Linked DNA regions of Danio rerio: region 2 is linked to region 1. Evidence: chromatin contacts called from public Hi-C data. All regions are on one chromosome and are shown on one strand. The core of a region is the stretch at or near the end of the contact, and the rest is flanking DNA. Distances in the headings are between cores, read along the strand shown.

Evidence for each region. A called contact is a pair of places that touch in the nucleus more often than the background predicts.
Region 2: a contact with region 1 is called in a Hi-C map of embryo, with 1.9 times the contacts expected there. The contact joins the promoter of six2a here to the enhancer-like site in region 1. A contact is called at or near these places in 2 of 18 Hi-C or Micro-C datasets (embryo and gastrula embryo).

What each region holds. Positions count from the first base shown.
Region 1 is chr13:10,599,923-10,607,630 of GRCz12tu, forward strand. The region is part of intron 1 of LOC103911981 (a long non-coding RNA gene); the gene reads right to left. The region is part of intron 2 of LOC141377137 (a long non-coding RNA gene); the gene reads left to right. Among named protein-coding and RNA genes, the nearest start is that of six2a, 60 kb to the right of the region's middle. Within about 2 kb of position 4,274, at least 5 of the 62 cell types and tissues checked have an H3K27ac peak or open chromatin away from gene starts, as enhancers often do.
Region 2 is chr13:10,659,328-10,667,035 of GRCz12tu, forward strand. six2a (SIX homeobox 2a) reads left to right here and starts at 4,289. Exons shown (of 2, transcript NM_131783.2): 1 at 4,289-5,101; 2 at 6,364-7,160. The coding sequence starts at 4,542. The coding sequence ends at 6,670. It overlaps LOC103911981 (a long non-coding RNA gene), which reads right to left and starts at 3,488. Exons shown (of 3, transcript XR_663166.5): 1 at 3,345-3,488.

The DNA.
Region 1 (7,708 bases), core at 3,024-5,523:
AATAAATAGAATTTAAGATAAATAATTATGCATTTAAGATGTGAGAAAATTACATTTAAAAGGGTTAACGGCCTTAATCCAATGTTGAACTTGGAGTAAACATGCTATCAAAAAGCTTTCTTAGAATACTGTAAAATATAACATCTGATCTATGATGAAGTGTGTATGTATACGTGTGTAAATACGTAATTGGCACATTTTTAAACTGCCTGAAAATGTTGAAAATGTACCTGAAAAGTACTTAAATTTGACTTTGGGAAAGGTGTTAGAAGCCAGAGCACGCATCTGTGTTTCTCTGATTGCGTGTATAGAAGCCACCTGTGGAACAATGTCCCTTTATTAGTATTGAGCACCTCCAACAGTCACGTAACATTTACATAATTTAACTGATTAGGAGGTTACATTCGAAGGGTGACAATGCATCACTTTAAAGGCAGCCCTATACACTTGCTTACTTTGTGTATAGGGGACACTGACTCTGAGTGACACTATAGTGGCTATTCAAACAACTGCAGCCTGCAACTTGTTACTTGTGCAAATGTAACTGTTAAGAGGTTACACGCCTTTAAATGATCTATTAAATGTGACGTGCTGCATGACATAGTTTGCCGTCTCTGATTCTCTGATTACCTGAATCGTGTAAAATTGGAAGCTGAACTGTTTCTTTCAACATACTTTGTAATATTCATTCATGTTTTTACTCGTTTTTAATTTAGCAATACATTTTTGCACTCTGTGTCTTGCCTTTACTAACTGGATCTTAATTGATATGGAGATGTGATTAGATTGTTTTTTAGTTTTTCAGAATGTACTATGTCATGATTGGCTGCAACACTACAACTGGCACTCAACAATGACATTTTTGTAGGGAAAGTAAAGTGTAACATAATTATTTTCATCAAAATTCTCAAGAAAATACAGGACATCATTCATGTTAATGACAAAATAGACAGAAGAAAAAAAGATGGCTGCTGATGCTGTTATGGTAGCTTGATTATAGCAGTAGCATTGCTACATGTTGTGTCGCTTTTAGCTTAACTACATTTCTCAGTAGCGTCGCTACTTTCTTAATCAAATAGCTTTTTAGTAGCGAAGCTATTTTTTAAGTCAAGTAGCTTGGTAGCTACATTTACTGATCGCAGATCAATAAGTAACGGCACCAACATTCACAAAGCTGTGAGGCCGGCATCTAGCTGATGAAAATAAATCCATGATCAATCAATGATGGCGAGAATGACGATTTCTTCTACTACCTGTTTTACAGTGGTCGACATTAAACTTTTTGGTGCATTACTGCCACCTCTCCCACCGGTCGGTGACTTTGCCAACCAATTAGGCTAAGATGAGAAATTTGCTTGATGATATATTTTACAGTATTCTAAGAAAGCTTTTTGATAGCATGTTTACTCCAAGTTCAACATTGGATTAAGGCCGTTAACCCTTTTAAATGTAATTTTCTCACATCTTAAATGCATAATTATTTATCTTAAATTCTATTTATTTTCACGATGGCTCATAAAATTGTAATATCCATGCGTTTTGTCTTTTCCCACTTTTAAAAGGACAGGCAAATCACGCTACAGTCACTTCTAGATTCCAGAGTTTTAATTTTGTGCAAAAGCAAATATTCATTTTAAATTAAAGATAATTTAAAGGGCACCTATAATGAATAATAATAATATAATCATCTTTTGTAAGCTGTTTGAACAGAACTGTGTGTAGGTATAGTATGTCTACAGTCCAATTGGAGTGTTATAAACACAATAAGTCTATTTTTTACATTTTCTGAAGCTAAAATAGGAATTTAAATAATTCAATAACATTACAATTTCACAAAACGCTTTAAGGGCCCTATCATACACGCGGCGCAGTGTGGTGCAAGGCGCGGCGCAATAGTGTTTTGCTAGTTTCAGCTTGGCGCAAGAGTCGATTTGAGGTGTTGCGCTATGCTGTTTAAATAGCAAATGGATTAGCGCTCAGATGTGCGCCCATAGGCGTTCTGGTCTAAAAAGGAAGGCGTTCTGAGGCGTACTGCTGGCCCGTTGCTATTTTGAGAAACTATAATATATTTTTCATTAGACCAAAACAAACCCGGCCTAAACTCCAGCACAGAGTTGCGCCTCGCTTACACAATGCTTAATACGCACAAAAGAGCAATAGGCAAATATCTTCACATATATAAAAATTAAATATTAAGGATATATATAGGATATAATATGAATAGATATAGGATATAAATAAAAAGGATTAAAATATAATAAAACATATTACTTTCTAGCCTACATAAATATGAAAAACCACTGCTTTTATGTCTTCTTCATCTCGGGAGGCTTTTTCAGTTCATTCATAACAATTTGCTTTTGTATAATGTTATTATTATTAGCAGTATTATTTATTATATCCACATTTATATTTGTTTTATTAAAAACAAGCTTAGATTCCCCTGCCTGTCAGGTTTTAGACCATATGGGGCACAGCATGTGTTTTAGGATATAACTCAGGTTTTTGGGTACACTTCGCTAATATTGTTTACTTATTCGTTTGCTGGAAATTAGAACTGAATTTAGAAATTGTTTTGAAACAAATATTTGCGCTTAACAAACACAATTAATTATTTATATATTAATTGATGTCTGTGCATAAAGGTTTCCCTATCCACGAGAGCATAAGTGAAAGTAGATCGATTACCTCTCATTCTCACGCAGTAGATGCTCTGTTTAACAGTTTTCTGTTAAAAAAAACTGTTAACTGTTTGCTAGTGAAATGCTAATTTTTTCCACTTAGACTTACTTTACGTCCTGTAAATAGCAAATGCGCTCATGACGCGACGCAGCTGGCTCTTAAAGGGAATGGGAGATGAGACTCTAATTGGTTTATTCTGAAAACACACCTATAACTCATTAGGAAAATAAACTCAACCCTTTTAGACCATGCACCGCGGCGCAAAGCGGATTTTCCCGTCCTTAAATTTGCAAAAATGCGTTCTGACACGCCCTGAAATCGTTTGCGCCCTGCGTTTTGCGCTCTGCGCATGGACTGTGAAAATAGAGCTCAAAATGTGCTTGACATGCTCAAGCAGGCCTTAAAAGCACATTCAAATAATAAACTTTCACTCTATTATAGATAAACTTAGCAATTTTCCCACAAATCACACGTTCTGTACTGTTGTGCCTGATTGTCTACTAATCCTGACTGGACATTTTAGTTCCTGCTATGTTACTATCGTAGATGCACACATTGCAATATCAATGAAAAACGATATATTGTGTCAGACTTTAGTTTTAATTAATCCTGAACATTATAAACATTCAGTTCATGTGACAGAGGCTCTTGGGAGCATGTGCAAACTTCACATCTCTTTGATTTTCCCAGCAAAAAACATCTTTAAAGAGTTCTTCAAATATAAGTCTGGCTTTCATAGACGTTAAGAAAGGTCTTTTTTTTCTTGTTACGAGCTGTTCACACATTGGCAATAAAAAAAGCTAATTATACTTGAATATTCTACATACAACCTCTTTAACCTCATTTATCATGCATTAAGCATCTTCCCAAACTGTATAAAGTGTTGGGGTGTTCACACACAGCAAAACCGTCTCCAATATGTGTCGCTAAACCACAGACAGGCATTACAGGATCATATTTACTGGATGATTTTTAGCTGACAGATCTGTCATTAAGGCAAATATCAAGAGAGCTGCAATTATAGTGCGTGGATTCCTTTTACACTGACATACATCATCCTCATCTTCTTTTTTACACTTTTGAACACACATACACACACACACACACACACACACACACAGTCTGAGTGACAGTAGATCAGCTCGCCTGGCCTCGTGAAGGTCATAACCCACACCATCTGGATCTGATCTCGCTCCGCACAAAAAGGTGCTGGGTTTGCGAGGTAAAGCTGCTTTAGCAGTGGGAACCTGCTATGCGGCCGCTCTCATATTCGACTGTTGACGCTGGGCATCTGAATGCATATTCATACTTCAGTGCTGCTGAAAGACAAGTGTAATGTTTGGAACTAAAGTATGGAAAATTCATAAGTTGGCAGCTTTTTTTTTGTCATGATCTAGCCATCCAATGTAAATGCAAAATACATTATATTCTTCCATGTGAAGGGGGAAAGAAAACAATGACGGAATTTTCGGTGTAAAAGCAAATGTTAACCTGCGTCTGTCAGGAAGCTGTTTAAGTCCATGCTTGGCTTGAGAGAGCTCCAGTCATTCACTCCAGCTGTCAATTACTGTCCTTATCGGCTTACAACTGGAGGAGGTGAGCGAGTGACAAACCTCTCTTTGAGGATTTAGGTTACACAATATGGTAACAACAAACTGTCACTGGGCTTTAGAGGCTGCATTGAAGAACCTGGGGAATTCCCACCCTGGGTCAATGCATATAGTGTCTGATTCCAGAAGGTTTGGGTGGGATTATCTCTTTGTAATGAACTTAAACATCAAAAACTGTTAGTTGACTGCTGTTGTCGAGCTGTAATTGATTACATTGCATAAGTGTAATTTGGTGGTGCAGCAAATGTTTTTTGTCCCCAAACACCAATACAAAGATAAAGTGTTGCCAATCTGTTGTTCTTCGTCATTTAATAAAGTAATGTGAAGACATTTACAGAAAACGTTGAAGTCTGATTTTGACATAATATTAGTACAATTTAGGTTTAAACATAGTAGTGACAATTTTATTTTACTTTAAAAAAAGTTTATTTATTCATGTAATGTTGAGATTCCCAAACATTAATGTCAGCTGAACCCATTTAACCTAAATAATTTTAAGTTATATTTCAATATATATATTTTTTAATTTTTTTATATTTATATTTTTTTATTTGTTGTATTTAACTGTCTATTTAACTACTGGTATGTAATTTGTTATTGACAAAGACTTTCAGCCATGGCTTAACAGTAAAATAGAGTAAATAACAGTTAGAATAGTTCATAATAACTAAATATAAATTAATGTATAAATTATTTGTTTCACCGTTTGATTGTGTACAGTTTTAACTTTTCATTAAGCCTTGAACCTGGTTTCAGAAAGCTTTATTTTTAATGCTGCTGATATATAGATCAATATGTTACAAAATTAGTCCTGTACATATTTATGCACTATAAAACCCAACAGTCAACTTTATCAAATAAAATGAATGTAGTTAACTCAAAATTGACCTAAAGTTAATTCTACTCATTTGAAAAAGAGTTTTGATCTCAGTATTGAAGGTAATGAGTTAATGAAATACCTCCTTCAACATAAATGGAGTAAGTTCACAGTACTCTTATCGATTAGGATTTTAACTCTAATGGTTTGTAGCAATCGGTTTCCTCAAACAGTTTGAGTTGCTTTAACTTATTGGGTTTTACAGTACTCAGTTGGTTTGAGTTCTCTTCATTTGTTGGATTTTACTGTGCTCAAATTGCTTCGTGTACTCAAATAAATTAAGTTCACAGTACTCATAAGGGTTAGTTTTTGAACTTAAATGGTTTGTTGCAATCGGTTTCTTCAAATGGTTTGTGTTACCTTAACTTTTTGGGTTTTGCAATGTACATGATTAACCAGTTAAGGCAAACATCAAACCAATAATAATAATAATAATAATAATAATAATAATAATAATAATAAAAACATGTTATAATAATAATAATAATAAAAATAATAATAAAATATGTTATAATAATAATAATAATAAAACATGTTATAATAATAATAATGATAATAATAATGATAATAATAATGATAATAATAATGATAATAATAATAATAATAATAATAATAATAATAATAATAATAATAAAACATGTTATAATAAAAAAAATAATGCTAATAATGATAATGATAATAATAATAATAATAATAATAATAATAATAACAATAATAAAACATGTTATAATATTAATAATGATAATAATAATGATAACAATAATGATAATAATAATAATAATAAAACATGTTATAATAAAAAAATAATAATGCTAATAATGATAATGATAATAATAATAATAATAATAATAATAATAATAACAATAATAAAACATGTTATAATATTAATAATGATAATAATAATGATAACAATAATGATAATAATAATAATAATAAAACATGTTATAATAAAAAATAATAATGCTAATAATAATGCTAATAATAATAATAATATTAATAATAATACTAATAAAACATGTTGTTATAATAATAATAATAATAATAAAACATGTTTTAATAATAATAATAATAATAATAATGCTAATAATAATAATGCTAATATAATAATAATACATGTTGTTATAATAATAATAAAACATGTTATAATAATAATAATAATAATAATAGTAATAAAACATGTTATTATGTTGTTTATAATGGATCAGTTTGTGCTTTGTCATGTTATAATTAGTGAGGGATTTCTAAGGAATCAGTATTCTGAATGTTGAGATTATTGGCCCTGAAGTTTGATGAAATATGTTCTGGATGTACTTTTATTCTCTTGTTTACTGTCATTTCAATATTTCTTTCTAGATGATTAGCGAACAGCACTTGCAGTAAATCAGTGGCACTTTAAATGCTGATTCTGACAGATACGTCTGGCACCCAGTGAAATATGAAGTTGGGTCTCAGTAGCCCATGTCCTTCTGAGGAGTCTTGTGGTGCCCTTGTCACAACGGCACTGACAAATGATCAGGCTCAAATAACAGCGCACTGCCGCTGTCAGTTCCACAGAGACATGTAAACAATATTTTGATGAAACTAAATTAAGCATGTAAACGCTTCTTTCCTGAACCACAGCAGAGCAACACACTAGTGCAATACTCTACCTGCTTCTGCTCTTGCTGAAATTTCAAGTGTCTTTTGTTTGGTTTATAACGTAAACTACTTAGCCAGAGAGTAGCTGAAGTATTAGTGCACAACACATTTGTAACACATGTAAATGGTAAAAGTGTGTCATAAAAATCTGATCATGCATTTAAATATGAATATTTTTTCCCCCACATGTTTCTATATTAGATATCACAGTGATTTTGTTTTGTAATGTAGTGATGGCTTTAGGAATAGAATTTTACATTGATGCTTAACAACAGCTGCTAAGCAAAATCTTCAAAAGAAAATCCTAAACAATTGCATCTTATTCAAATCTTAAATTTTGATCCACACTTAAATAGAAAATTTTTTACTTTTTTTTTATTTGCTAAAAAAATACATTTTGAGAAATGTTCAGAGCTAATAATCAGCATTGGACAGAATTAAATTTTATAGTATGGACAAAAATGGTTTTAGGAAGGGCATAGACTATTTATTAGAACAATTATTTTATTTATTTATTTTATTGTTTATTTAACAGGGACAATACATTTGACATTGTTATACAAAGACAATCAATGTCGCGTACATAAAGCATATAGTATACAGCTAATTTGCAGCCTTCGTCCCTGGTTAGGCTTTACATATAGAAATCAAAAAATAAACAAACAAGAAAAAAACACCATACAACAAACATGTACAGTATATACAGAGCCACAAACATAACATGTAAGTCAATCTGCATACTAAAGAGAAATGTAAATCTGACCATGTAAACCTGTATCAACTCACAGACTACTTTAGAAAAAAAAATCTAATCTTAACAAGTTATATTTTTTAAGAATTTGACAATGATGCCATTTTATTGGTTTCTGATCCATTACTTTTAAAGTTTTTGTAAAGTGAC
Region 2 (7,708 bases), core at 3,039-5,538, 59 kb after region 1:
CCATTCTATGAAATATTTTTCCAACCCCTTGTTTTATCACATTTTCATGTATACAATATTAAATATATAACTTAAAATAGCTAAAACCTAATTACATATTTATTACATACCAAGCAATTGTGAGGAAGTAGCAAAATACAAATAACTTATTGTATCGTGAATAAAGGTTTGCATTTACAGGTGTTACTTTAACCTGAAGATCAATCGTAGCCATGTACCCAAAGCCAACGATATGTAAACATTTGTACACACCTCTCACCGAAATGCAAACAATTGCCATATAATCTCTACAATGTGTGGTTTCATTTAGGTCCTTAGGGAAAATTAGAGGATTAGTCAGCAAATGTAACCAATGCATGAAAAAGTCTCAGTAAAATCGCAGGTATCAGATAGCATTTGATGTATAACTTGTAAAACTCTTCACCCTAAAATATATTTATATTGTTCTCTTGGTTTTGTAGTTTAATAAACGAAATATTTGTAATATCTTTAATTTTCGATTTATATTCAACGTTTAATTTTACTGATAAAAAATAAACTTTTATTTGTCCGCTGCACTTGCTGCTTTAACATTATTATGATGTTATGAAGAATTAACCTTTGCATAAACAGAATTTTGAGTTAATATTTTATTTGCATTTCTTTAATCATAAATCAAGCAAACTACTGCTACTGTATAGAAGACAGAGCAGGTTCTCGACAAGTCACGCGCGACCCCAGTCACCAGGGAAAACACAAATCATCAAGTCATGCGTCACAGTAAGTTGTGCACCAATAAACAGACCTATCTCTAATAGATTCGTGCACGACAAAGGCTACTTACGTGTACGGAGGTCAGAGAAGGTGAAATACACCACCAAAAATAATAATGCCGCCAAGCCGGCTTTTGAAATAACGCACTTGTTACCCGACTTTCGTCATAATGGGTCATCATCAGCCTAAGTTCAGGAATTATCTACAGCATTAAAATTATTTTCGTTTCCAGTCGAGTACAATGTTTATTAACGGGTTGTTTTTATTTTTATTTAGGCAGTGGTGTATGTCATTTTTTGTTTATCTGTGACTTAAAACGGATACCTTAAAAAACTATGCCAATGTTTATTCCAATATACAGCCTATATATTTATAAATATGTTAGGCTATTTGTCCTTTAACTCTAAAAATCAAGGGCAGATTTAAATCGGCTGCAAATTTGTATTTATTTATTTATTTGTTCATTTATTTTGGTTTTATAAATGCATATATTTTATTATTTATTAAATGTTATTAAATGTATTGTTCATATTTGATTATTCAAATAATCAAAATGATTTTTGTCTATTCTTAGTATCTTAACAATGAGTAAACATTAGAAAAAAAAACAAAAAATGGGTTTCGAATCAAAACTATAGCTCTATACTTTTATAAAGACAGGCATTGTATGTATAGGTGATTTAGCCGTTCATTATTGTGTCAAATACAAGCCTCATCTCCAATTTTAAGCGGTCTTTGTTTTTAGAAAAGTACACATGAGTGTTATAGCAAGTGTGATTTATACTATGCACACCTCTGCGACTTGTGTTTTTTCTTATTATTAAATGCAATTAGTTATCTATTTCGCGCGGAATTTTAATGCATTCAGTTTTTTAATTACTGTGGGTGTCTTGTTTTTCTTCCACCGAACCGCACGCTGACACCACACGTCTGGGTTTAATTCTTACTATTCCCGCTTAACATGACATGTCTGAAAGAATGTAACTCATCTGGTCTTATGGTGCAAGCCGCGGAGCAGCCGCGCACTGCCGCCACCCTGCGCTTTCCAGAGAGGAAAAAACATCTTGCAATAATCAGTCCAATTAGTGGAGGTCGCGGCTGCGCGCTCTCCGGTTAGCTGTGGGAGGTTGTCAAAACAGGGGGCGGCTATTAGACGAAACGCGATCCCCATTCATCAGCATTGTAATAATCACCATGCAGACGAGCAGCGCAGGTCCTACGAAGCTCTGATCAAAATGATCCGTGGAAACAAGCCGTTTACAAACAGTGTCAAGGCGAGACGTACCTTGATTTGGCCTGTCACTGACATACCCCCACAATACAAAAGCATCCAAAATCCTTTTAGTGTTCGTTTCCATTGCTTCGCTGCATTGTTACAGCTTCATTACAGTGTCACAAGTGGAATATAGATAAAATAACTCACACGATCACACAATAAGCTGGCCTCTATGCTATAACGACTATAGATTATGTAAATGTACATAATTTGGGACAAGAACTTTTTATTTACTCTCAGCAACAAGCCGATATTGGTATATTGTGAATCAAAAAGAGCACTGAACAGCAAGTAAAGATATTCAAGCAACAGGTTTAATGTTTTCTCACAGCAAAGTGCAATTGATGCGACATCTAAATAACTATTTGAACCCTTTCCTTGATAAGTGCAAACAGCTCTACTTTTATTTATGTAATGTTCATTATTTATTTTGGATCAAAAACAGACATTTACACTGCGTAAATTCAAGATTTACACAAAAATATTTGGATATTTGTTGGATTTTACGATTATTTTGCTGCTATTTTATTTTATTGACTATTTTGTGTATAGTTATAATAATCTTGTTAAATTATTGAATTTGTGATGTCTTAATCATATCGCAAGATTGTATTGTCAAAATGTCTTAAAACATTAATTATTGATTAATTTATTAATTATTTTAGCATTTGTTCGTCAAAACTTATGGAAGTATTTAAAAAGTATATCTTTGGGCGACTATAATACGCGAAACAATTAATGAGATGGATGGGATGGGTTATTATCCTAACGATACATGCTTTGACGTGTTTTTGGATAGTTTGCTGTACAAGCTCTGAAGTTTCTTCACAAACAAGCCACATCACAGGCCTTCGCGGCACCACAGCAGTATACGGACATCTACAAAGCGCAACGACACACCAGACCTTATACTAAGCAATTTTCTCTCTCCCTTACATCGAGGCTGACATGCCTCAACAGCGTCAGCAGTTTTATTTCGTGTAAGATGTGATTTTGCTGAACTTTCTTGTGGCCTCAAGTATCATTCAGTTGTAAAAGGAGTCTACCTGGTGAAAATAACTTTGTTTCTAAGCCACTGTACACGTTGAGTTAAAGTTCATTCTAGAGACTGTGACTGATGATCTGCCAATAATGACGTGCTTAATGGCAGGTCATCATTCAAATATGCGCCTTTCTGAACTGTCGCTTACAAACACCTACAGTTTTACTTAATTGACTTGCAAGACAACAAATCAACCGAAGTAGCACATGTATGCGCAAACATAGATTTAGTGTCTAAACAGCATTTTCAATAATTTTCAATGAGTTGTCTTACCTGCTCAAACGTCCCTCGCAGTGTTTTCAGTGCCTTTGTGGTGTAATACTCAATCGCTGTTCAATCTAGCGTGTATCCTTGAAAACCGCTATATACTACCTAAAAACGCCCTCCAACCCCGTTCTACTCCAGTCCATAATGTCTGGCTTCCACGCGCGTGCACTTTGAGAAACATACCCCCTTGTTTGTCTTCAACAACTGTTAAATAATGCATAACACGGGACAACTGGTCCGATTAAACAGCCACTGAATTGAAAACAAATGTAAACAGGACAAAAAAGACTGAAAGTTTTTGCTTATAAAAATGTTTGTGTAAATCGTGACTTTCTTTAAATGAATTTCATTATGGTAATTCATAAGTGCTGCTTATTAATTAGTGAGACATAGTTTATGGATTCTGGGGGTTTTCCGAACTTTGAAACATAGTTTTGGTGTGATCGACAAGTTACAGAGAGAAAAGGTGTGCATATCCAGGGTGGATTGTCTGCTTATGGTCACTCAAACATTTGGTTTGGAGAGCGCCTGGTGCGCAGTCTTGCTCCGGTGCTCTCAGCTCAACTTCTGCTACCTCACAACCTCACAGATCAGCGCTCTTTGGTTGCTAGAAGTGTCTGTCAAACCCCGGGTAAAAAAATGTAATATACATGGAAAGTCGAGGCTATATTTCGATGTCGGTGGGCGGGCTCTAAATGAAGGGAATAATCAGTCAGCCAGCCCAAGGAGCCACCTCAAAGCATATCAGGTTACCTTGAATGACAGCGTAACCATGGCAAATAATTTGACTAAAACTATTGTCTTATCCTCATCATCCCCGGGTCAGATAACCAACCAATCACCGTTCACATAATCGCTTTTCTTGCCAGCTTAGAATAATATTATTAAAACAAGAGAGCGAGGTCCTTCTTCGGGAGTGCGTTATGCTGAAACGACATAGAAGAGGTGGCGAGAGACTCGCGCAGGAGGAACAACTTTCTCTCGTCTGCTATAGATGGATATACGGTGTGCATTATGCTTGTTTGAACGGATCTAAAGTTTTGTGCCTCTCTTCACCCGGTGGGATTTGATTCCATCTACTCAAGAAGTCTTTCTAAATGTTTGCCTCCCAAGGGTTACTTTAAATCTCTTTAAGGACAGTCCAAGTCATCGCTTAGATAGACATACAAGTACAAAGAGGGACGTTTATTTTTGAGACAAACCATGTCTATGCTTCCAACATTCGGCTTTACGCAAGAGCAAGTGGCGTGCGTCTGCGAGGTTCTTCAGCAGGGTGGAAACATTGAACGTCTCGGCCGCTTTTTGTGGTCTCTACCGGCTTGCGAACATCTCCACAAGAACGAGAGTGTGCTCAAAGCGAAGGCTGTGGTCGCATTTCATAGGGGGAATTTCAGAGAGCTTTATAAGATTCTCGAAAGCCACCAGTTCTCCCCGCACAACCATCCGAAGTTGCAGCAGCTGTGGCTCAAAGCGCATTATATCGAGGCTGAGAAGCTCCGGGGCCGCCCTCTTGGGGCTGTTGGGAAGTACCGCGTCCGAAGAAAGTTTCCGCTACCCCGCTCCATTTGGGACGGCGAGGAGACAAGTTACTGCTTTAAAGAAAAGAGCAGGAGCGTGCTGCGGGAATGGTATACCCATAACCCCTACCCTTCCCCGCGGGAGAAAAGGGAACTAGCTGAGGCAACTGGGCTAACAACGACACAAGTCAGTAACTGGTTTAAAAACAGACGACAACGCGACCGAGCAGCGGAGGCGAAGGAGAGGTACGGAATTTTAGTTTGTTGCTTTATTAGTGTTTAATATTATTAAGTGTCTAAAAGTAATTGGAACGCATTATATGCATATATTCGTGCCGTGCAATGTGACATCAAGTCAGTGGTGAGTGTGTAAAAAGTCCTAAAGTTCCCACAGATGGATGAGCACAGTCGGTACAAATGTCATCCGTTCTCTGTAATTGTTGATCGTTATTTTTGTAATAAATAGTTCTCCATGTCATTTGTAATATGCAATAAAAAGTAGGCTGCTGTTTGAGAAAAGCAGGCCCATGCTTACGGGAAAAGTCTTAAAGCCCGTGGTGTGTATTTTGGTGTAATCCAGTTTGAGGGAAAAATAATCCGCTTTTAATTAATGGTAATGTTCTTCGAATTGTAAAAAAGTATCTGAACATATTCTTGTTATGAATGTGTGCAGTTGCAAAGGCTACTCCTTAAACGTGTCTTGTTTCACCCGCAGGCGAGCTAGTCAAGTTGAAACCACAATGTAAACCATTAAACTAGCTCATACGTTTCCCGATACTTTATCCTTAATTAATACTTTATGAATGAACCTTTAATTGACACCTTGTGATTTAGAATTTAGATAAATCAGTTTGTGACGATGTTTTAACCGACATGATTTATTCCAAACCATATAAATAATTATGGCGTAGACGCAAGAAAAGTAAACTTTATCAGTTAATTTGTTTGTCTTTTATGTAAATTTAATACCGCCAAGAATTAGGATGTGTAATAAGACTAATGTCTGATGCAGAGAAAAAAAGGTGCACACTGTTATTATTGTTACATATATTTTTATGGAAATATTCTAAAGTTTAGTCTACGCGAAGTCGTTAGTGATGGTTTATTCCTATTGGCTTTTATTTATACTGTTTTAACATTTTAATAAAAAAATATTTCTCACCTAAATAACCCACTTTCATTAAGATAAAGGCTATTAATAGTTGTTTTAGATTTGTTTGAGAAAGCATGTTGCATAATTATAACTATTTGTGCAAATTAGCTATTAAGTATTATTATGTTGTTATTGTTGTTGTTGTTATTATTATTATTATTATTATTATTATTATTATTATTATTATTATTATTATTAGAAGAAGAAGAAGAAACAAGTGTCAAAACTAATTATATAATTCTATATTGCATCTTAGAGGTAACGTTTTACACCAAATGAAGTAAGTTTAAATCTGACATTTTTAAAAAGTTGTCGGATTTTCTCAAACCCTAACTTTACCTTTTCATTTTTACAGGGAGAATAATGAGAACTCGAACACAAACAGTCACAACCCATTAACGTCCTCCATGAATGGAAATAAGACTATTTTAGGAAGCTCGGACGACGACAAAACACCGTCTGGTACTCCTGATCACACCTCGTCGAGCCCGGCTTTGCTCCTCACGTCGAACTCCGGGCTTCAGTCCCTGCACGGCCTCGCACCTCCACCTGGTCCCAGCGCCATCCCAGTGCCTAGTGTTGATTCCGTGCATCACCACCATTCATTACACGACACTATACTGAACCCTATGTCATCAAACTTGGTCGACCTTGGCTCTTAAACGTGGACCCTTTCAAAAGGACGCTTGTACGTGAACGTTTAGCATAAATCATCGCGAGATGCGTATAAACACAAACAAATGAGACAAGGAATGGACAAAGAAAGTTGGGGATGTTTGTCGGCTGACCTACTTGCAAAGCTGATATGGAGGGCCTTGATAGAGGTATTTTTCTGGAATGTAATGTCCTCGAGGTGTTTAAAAAAACTAATAAACGTCTTAATTGTTGATATAAACATTATTTGATATCGTTATTATTTTAGATTGCAATTGACCCAGGACTCCTCAGTCGCATACTCCTATTATTTACATTTATCCTTTTAAAAAGGCAGCATCGTTTATTTTTATTGGGATTTCATTTTAATACCAAAACAGCATTTTTAACGACTATGGGCATCTCTTCATTTTTATTTGTATTTTACTTTTGGAAAGCGACTGCATGTAACCTTTGGGATCAATAAACAGTAAATGCATTTACTGAGCAAAACAAAAAGGTTTGAATGTTTTTTTGTTGTTGTTGTGCATGCTGTGCATTGCTTTTTTGAGCAGGTGTCCTGATGTAACATTGTTGGGTCCCTGTTTACAATAATGACATTTATCTGGTCGCGTGATGATACCCAGTCAAAATCATTTAAAATAATTTCAAATTGTGCTTTTGAAATTTGCATTTATTTCAGTTAGGTTTTGAATTCATAGCGGTCATAAATATTAAGTTTAAAATAAACTATAACTTTCTGCACTAAAAACATCCACCAACAATATTTATTAATCTTATCTAAATGCTTATATTGTTTTACCCACTTTTTATTTCGATATTTAAACTTAACAGCACAATGTGTCAACATGCAAAGCTAGCTGATGTTTTGTTTTAGTTTTCATGATTAAAACTATATTCTAGTGCTTGTTATCGAGCACATTAGGCCTACTGTATGCTTTTTCTCAGCACGGTGGAGGAATTTCTTTCTCTTTGCTAACGACTCAATTGTGAGATAAACAGATTACTCTATTGTATGCATTATTAAAACCCTGTCATTGAGATAA